Regions from separate parts of the Rattus norvegicus genome. Here region 1 is linked to region 2. Evidence: chromatin contacts called from public Hi-C data. All regions are on one chromosome and are shown on one strand. Each heading gives the region's core, a stretch centred on a gene start, on an enhancer-like site or on the middle of the called end of the contact. The rest is flanking DNA. Distances are from core to core; before and after follow the strand shown. Region 1 holds the start of Nr3c1 (nuclear receptor subfamily 3, group C, member 1). Region 2 overlaps Nr3c1 (nuclear receptor subfamily 3, group C, member 1).

What was found. A called contact is a pair of places that touch in the nucleus more often than the background predicts.
Region 1: a Hi-C map of kidney shows a contact between it and region 2, with 2.3 times the contacts expected there. The contact joins the promoter of Nr3c1 here to the enhancer-like site in region 2. A contact is called at or near these places in 2 of 12 Hi-C or Micro-C datasets (kidney and mammary epithelial cells).

Annotation. Positions count from the first base shown.
Region 1 is chr18:31,611,881-31,614,722 of GRCr8, forward strand. It overlaps Nr3c1 (nuclear receptor subfamily 3, group C, member 1), which reads right to left and starts at 1,559. Exons shown (of 9, transcript NM_012576.3): 1 at 1,154-1,559.
Region 2 is chr18:31,579,041-31,581,740 of GRCr8, forward strand. The region is part of intron 2 of Nr3c1 (nuclear receptor subfamily 3, group C, member 1); the gene reads right to left. Among named protein-coding and RNA genes, the nearest start is that of Nr3c1, 33 kb to the right of the region's middle. Within about 2 kb of position 1,306, at least 8 of the 93 cell types and tissues checked have an H3K27ac peak or open chromatin away from gene starts, as enhancers often do. A contact at or near this core is called in kidney, where this site is marked.

The DNA.
Region 1 (2,842 bases), core at 309-2,808, 33 kb after region 2:
AATGTTTTGAGGGGCTGGCAAAGACTATGACAAATATATTTGGGATCCCCAATACAATGGTAAACTTTTCCTGTACCAAGACATTAAGTATGACCACCTTCTCTGAAAGGGAAATTCAGGGAAGGTGGAGAGGGGTGGAACCTACCCTAGGATTCTTCCCTGTAAAGGGCTTCTCTCTCAGAACCCCGGTCGGTCCTATGCCTTTGATAAGGATCTCTAAATGTAAGATATCTAATAGACCTTAAAGAATTTTCAGACCTGCTTTTTTGACAACTGCCCCTTCCAGCCCGAAACCGTAACACTTCATAAAACAAGATGCTCCCTTAAGCGACATTTATCCCCCAGTTAAAACTGTAAATAACCCTGTGACATTAGTCACACGAACCTTGCCCAGGGTCTTAAGTGGTAAGGCTGCAATTACCGAGGCTGCAACCTCAAATGTCAAAGTAGCACTTGTCAAAAAAAAAAAAAAAAAATCGCTGCATCAAAAACTGCGGCTAGGGAGGGTCTCTTTCTAAAAGGGGACCACTCAGAAAAGTCAGGCGCGAAATCATGCCCCAAAGCTAGCGCCCAAGTTGTCGGGGGTGGGGTTGGGGGAGAAGGAGGGAGAAAGGTGGGAGGTGAAGGGAGAAATGTGTCCAGACCTGTTGAGTTCTCTGCGGCACGCCCACTTCTAGCAGATAAGGCCGGGCGGGCGAAGTCTGGGCTGCAGGCTGTGAGCCCCAATCCACCCTACAAGCCCGCAGCCCGGAGCCGCGCGCCCTGAGCCCGCCGGTCCCAGACGGCGCTCTACCTTGCCCCCCGGGAAAAGCGGGTGTCTCGGCGGCTCCGAGGACAGCGAAGACCCGAGGGCTTGCGGCAAAAGCAAAACCAAAAAGGACGCCAGACTCCCGCCCGGGCGCCCGAGGCTCCACGGCGGGGCAGCGCGCTGGGCCAGGGATGGCGGTGCGGGGAGAGGAAGCGCCAGCGCTGTCACCGCCAAGGCCCTTTCGTCACCGTCACCCTGCCCTCGCCAGCCTCCACCCCCAACCCCGGGCTGGCAAAAGTTTGCCAAGTCCGGCCGCCCCGGCTGCCGAGCCCCTAGGGGAGCGCGCCCAGTCCGGCTCACCTCAGCGCGGGCGCCCGCTCGCCCGCTCGCCCAGCCCCCGCTCACCTCAGCACCCGCGCGCTCGCCCGCTCGCGGCTCCCACCGCAGCCAGATAAACAAGTCGGCGTGCGGACGCGGGAGGCGCGCGTGTCACGGAGAAGGAAGTCAACAGTCGCCCCCTCTTCTCCATGGGGGAGGGGAGAGCCCCTAGCGCTGAAAGTCACCCGTTCCCGGCTGACAAGCCGGGCCCCCGCGCCGCTCCCGTCTCCCGCGCGCGTCCCCCGTCCCGGCGCCGCGCCGCCCGGCTGCGGCGTCTTGTTCCACCCACTTAGAATCCGTCCCCGACGGGCGGGCGGCGACTCGGGCTCCAGGCACTGACTCGAGCTCGCAAAATGGAGGAGGCGGAGGGGAGGGGGGGGAGCGCGGACACGCGAAAGGGCCGCCCGGCCGCGGCAGGCGAGCGGGACCGAGCGAGGGGCGGGCGGAGGCGGCGCCACGGCGCGCACACACTCGCACACACGCGCTCCCACTCCACCCCCGGCCGCTCCCCGCCCGAGGGGCCGCGCGGCGGCCGCGGGGAACGGTGCAACCTGTTGGCGACTGTCGGCAACTGCAAGGGCGCCCGTGGCCCTCGCCCTCTTTTCTCCCAGCGCGCGGTACCCGCCAGCCCGGCCCCGACGGCGCCTGCAAGCCCGCGGCTCAGGGCATCGCCTCGCTGGGGCGCGCGCGGCTTCGCCTTTCCCCACCCAAGGAACGAGAAAAAGTGCGGCAGCGGGTGCCGACCTGGCCTGGGAGGGAAACCGAGTTTCTTTAGTTTCTCTTCTCCCAGGCTCCCTCCCGCCCCCGCCCAGCTCCGAGGCTTGGAACCGCTCGGGAGCCCGCCCCGTGGGTCGGCAGCCAGAGCCCCCGAGGGTGACAGCCAGCCGGCAGAGCCGCAGGGGTGGTCCGCGCCCGCCAACTGCGGAGTTGCGCGAAGTGTGTCACACTAGCAGAGGGGCTACAGGATGGCACGGAAACGGTGCCGCAGAGCCCTGGCCGCTTGCTCTCGGGGCAGGACTGCAGACACGCCCTCTGGGGAGGCCTGGGGAGGGGAGCGCAGAGGAGAGGGTCAGCGCATACATACTGTGAGCCCGGGGGGGGACTCGCGTGCCGCCAGGTCCCCCACCCCCGCAGCGTCTGGGCGGCCCCGTCTGCAGCCGCCGCCGCCGCCGCCGCGCGCGCGCTCGCTCGCAACCGGGAGAAGTTGCAAAGCAGAACCCACCCTCCCCCGCGCCCCGATCGTCCCCCACCCTCTTCCCCGAGTCTGAGAGGCGGCGGCGGCGGCGGCAGCAGGAGGCGCCGCCTGCCAAGTTCAACCCCCACCGCTCCCTCCCCGCCTGCCAGCGCGCTCACACTCGGAGGAAGTTGCATGCCGAATGCAAAACCCTCTCAGAGAGCTGGGTTTCTTTGCACTTAAAAAAAAAATTGTGATTAAGGAAGCCTTGCGGGGCGGGAGGGGGTGTGTGCAGGCCTAGAAGCAAGTTGCAGACCGAATAGTAAGTTGCTGCTGAAGTCCGCCCTCCTCTTACCCAAACTCCTGACCTCTCCTTCCACCCCCTTCGGGGCCAGCATCCAAGCTCCCCGCGGAGGCCCCTCCCCCGAATCTTGACATTTGCTGCTCCAGGCTCGGTGCCTTGCTCAGCTTTCTGGGTTCCAGGGACCCCTCTGTCCCTCCAAATAAAACAAAAACATGCATCTTTAAAACGTCAGCTTTTA
Region 2 (2,700 bases), core at 56-2,555:
TCAAATAGAGATCACATGCGAATGTAGATTGCTTCTTACTAAACTATAGTAAACTATTTTCCAAATAGTTGTTTTCTGAAAAAGCTTATAGCTAATTATCACATTTAGGCTAAATTTTCATCCTCCCTTGCCCCCCCACCCCTTTGCTCTCTCCTTCATTTTCTGTTTCCCTTGCCACTCCTGACCCCAGGATGGACTCCAAAGCTGTACATGCTAGGCAAGTCTGAACTCTACCACTGAAATAGATCCCTGACCCATTTCAAAAGCTTAAAAATAAATACACACCTAAAGTGCTGGGATCAACTGTAACCCACAACTCATGGGTTATTTCTAAATTGTCACCGTTGTGTAAAATTTAAATTTGATCAGTTTCTAACAGTAATTGAGTAGGTATAACATTTATGACCCTAAAAGTGCTATAATTTATAAACAAGATGGAAAAAAGACTTCCATGGCAGGACTGGAGGGGTAGCTCAGTGGTGAGGAGCACTGGGTTCTCTTCCAGAGGATTTGGGTTGATTCCTAGCACCCATGTAACAGCTCTCAACTGTCTAGGACTCTAGTTCTAGAGGATGCAGGCTCTCTTCTGGCCTCCTCGGGTCCCAAGCATGTAAGTGGTGCACAGGCACAAATGCAAGCAAAATATCCAGACACATTAAACAATTAAATTAAAAATACTACTCCAACAGCAGAGGTGCTTACTCAGATCCAAAGGACTACAGACACATCTATTATTCATTAAATGAGCTGAATGCTTTCTATCTATAAGATATTATTAGTGTATTTGCTACAGGAAAGAGAAGAGGTTTGTTGACACAAACGTTACATACTTGAATTTGCACAAAGGAAATTGAAATTTGACTCAGTAAATATAATAATTATAGCAGTAATTCCACTTCTTTACATACACTTTTAGCTTCTACTTTTCAATTTTACACAATAAAAAAAATCACTTTGGTAGCTGAATGAAAGACTATACTTTCTATAAAATTGAGAATCACAGCATGAAAAGCTAAAATTGGATATATTAGAAAGATACGTATTTTATTCAATAAGTACAAATTTCTAAACAATATGACAAGAGTTCTATAATCCTCAAATTTAACTGAATTATCTAAAGGCAACTTAACCCCATCTCCTAAACTACAAACGGGGATGCCGTGCCCCCATTCTCCTCTCACCACCCACACTTTTCCTTTTATAGTTCTGCAGAATACCACCTCGAAAATAGCATTCCTAACACTCAACAGAGCAGAAAATGCTCTGCTGATATCTTAGTTATCTTCACTGGAAAAACGCATCATTTCACAATCCTGTTATACTGTAACCCTCTCTTAAGTAGTGGAGCAGCCATTAGTCTCTAAGGCATTCTCAGGCCCTCCCATCTTCTCTGGGTCCCCAGCTTCTGTTGACAGTTAAGGCTCCAGAATCAAAACTGGCTCTGAAACCTTGGTTAATGGCTGACTAAAAACCTCAAGACTGTAACAGAAACCAGCAGATGCTGTGTTGACCAAACATCTGACCAAGCAAAATGAACAGTGCTGTCCTCTGCAAACAGCTGAGCTGTCTCCATTTAGGGTGCTTGTGTTTGTGTGCCATACTGAGAGGTGGGTCTGTATCTCTTGTTAGCAGCACTAGTGTCCCATTTATCACCTCAGGGGAAGAAATGTTTACACATTTACATTTTGTCCTGTCTTTTCATTAATCCTCTCAAACATTTTTGCTGACATTTAAAACCTTTTTTAAAAATTTATTTTATGTATATGGATGTCTTGCTTGTATGTTTGTGTGTGTGCCTGGTACCCACAAAGGCCAGAAGAGTATGTCAGAACCAATGGAACTAGAATTAGATGGTTGTGAGCTGCCATGTGAGTGCTGGAAATTGAACCTTCTTGAAGAGCATCCAGTGCTCTTAACCACAGAACCACCTCTCCATCCCTTGCTGACTCTTTTAATAGACATTAAAAAAAAAAAACTTGCACTATACAAATTTTCTTTATCAGAGATTCCTGCCCCCATGCCCCTAATCCTATCTAGTGAGACTCCTGATAGTTCCATCAGTAGACGGGTCAGAAGAGGATAGTACCGTCTACCTTACAGGTGAGTGCTATAACACTATATAAAGTAAGTGCTGAAACTTGCTTTTTTTTTTAAGCAAACAAAAATCTACACCACCTTTTAAACTACAGCAACAGCCTGATAAAAAACAAAGCAAAATGATATTTACAGGAATAAATTTAACCAACGAAGTTAAAATGTATACACTGGAAACTCTCAAGCATTGAGGACAGAAATGGAAGAGAGAATACAAAGGCTGAGTATGCTCATGGATGGGTGTAATCAATACAGATCTAGGGCAGTTGATCAAAATTCCAATTGTGGTAGCCATAGAAGAAGACAATAACCCCAAATTTCATACAGAGAAATCAATACAAAGAAATGAAGTCAGAAGCTCTCTGGCTGAATACTGCATTGCACAGACACAGTTAAAACAACTCAGCACTGAGAGAAAAACAGAAGCACACTGACAAAACAGAATGGCCAGCCTAGAGGGAATGAACTTTTGACAACAGCAACAAAACATATAAACAAGACCTGGGGACACCTCTTTCCACATGTGGGGGAAAAAGAATTTTAGATGTATCTTTACATGATACATAAAAGACAAAATAGGACAAAAGTCTTATGATCAGAAGCCAT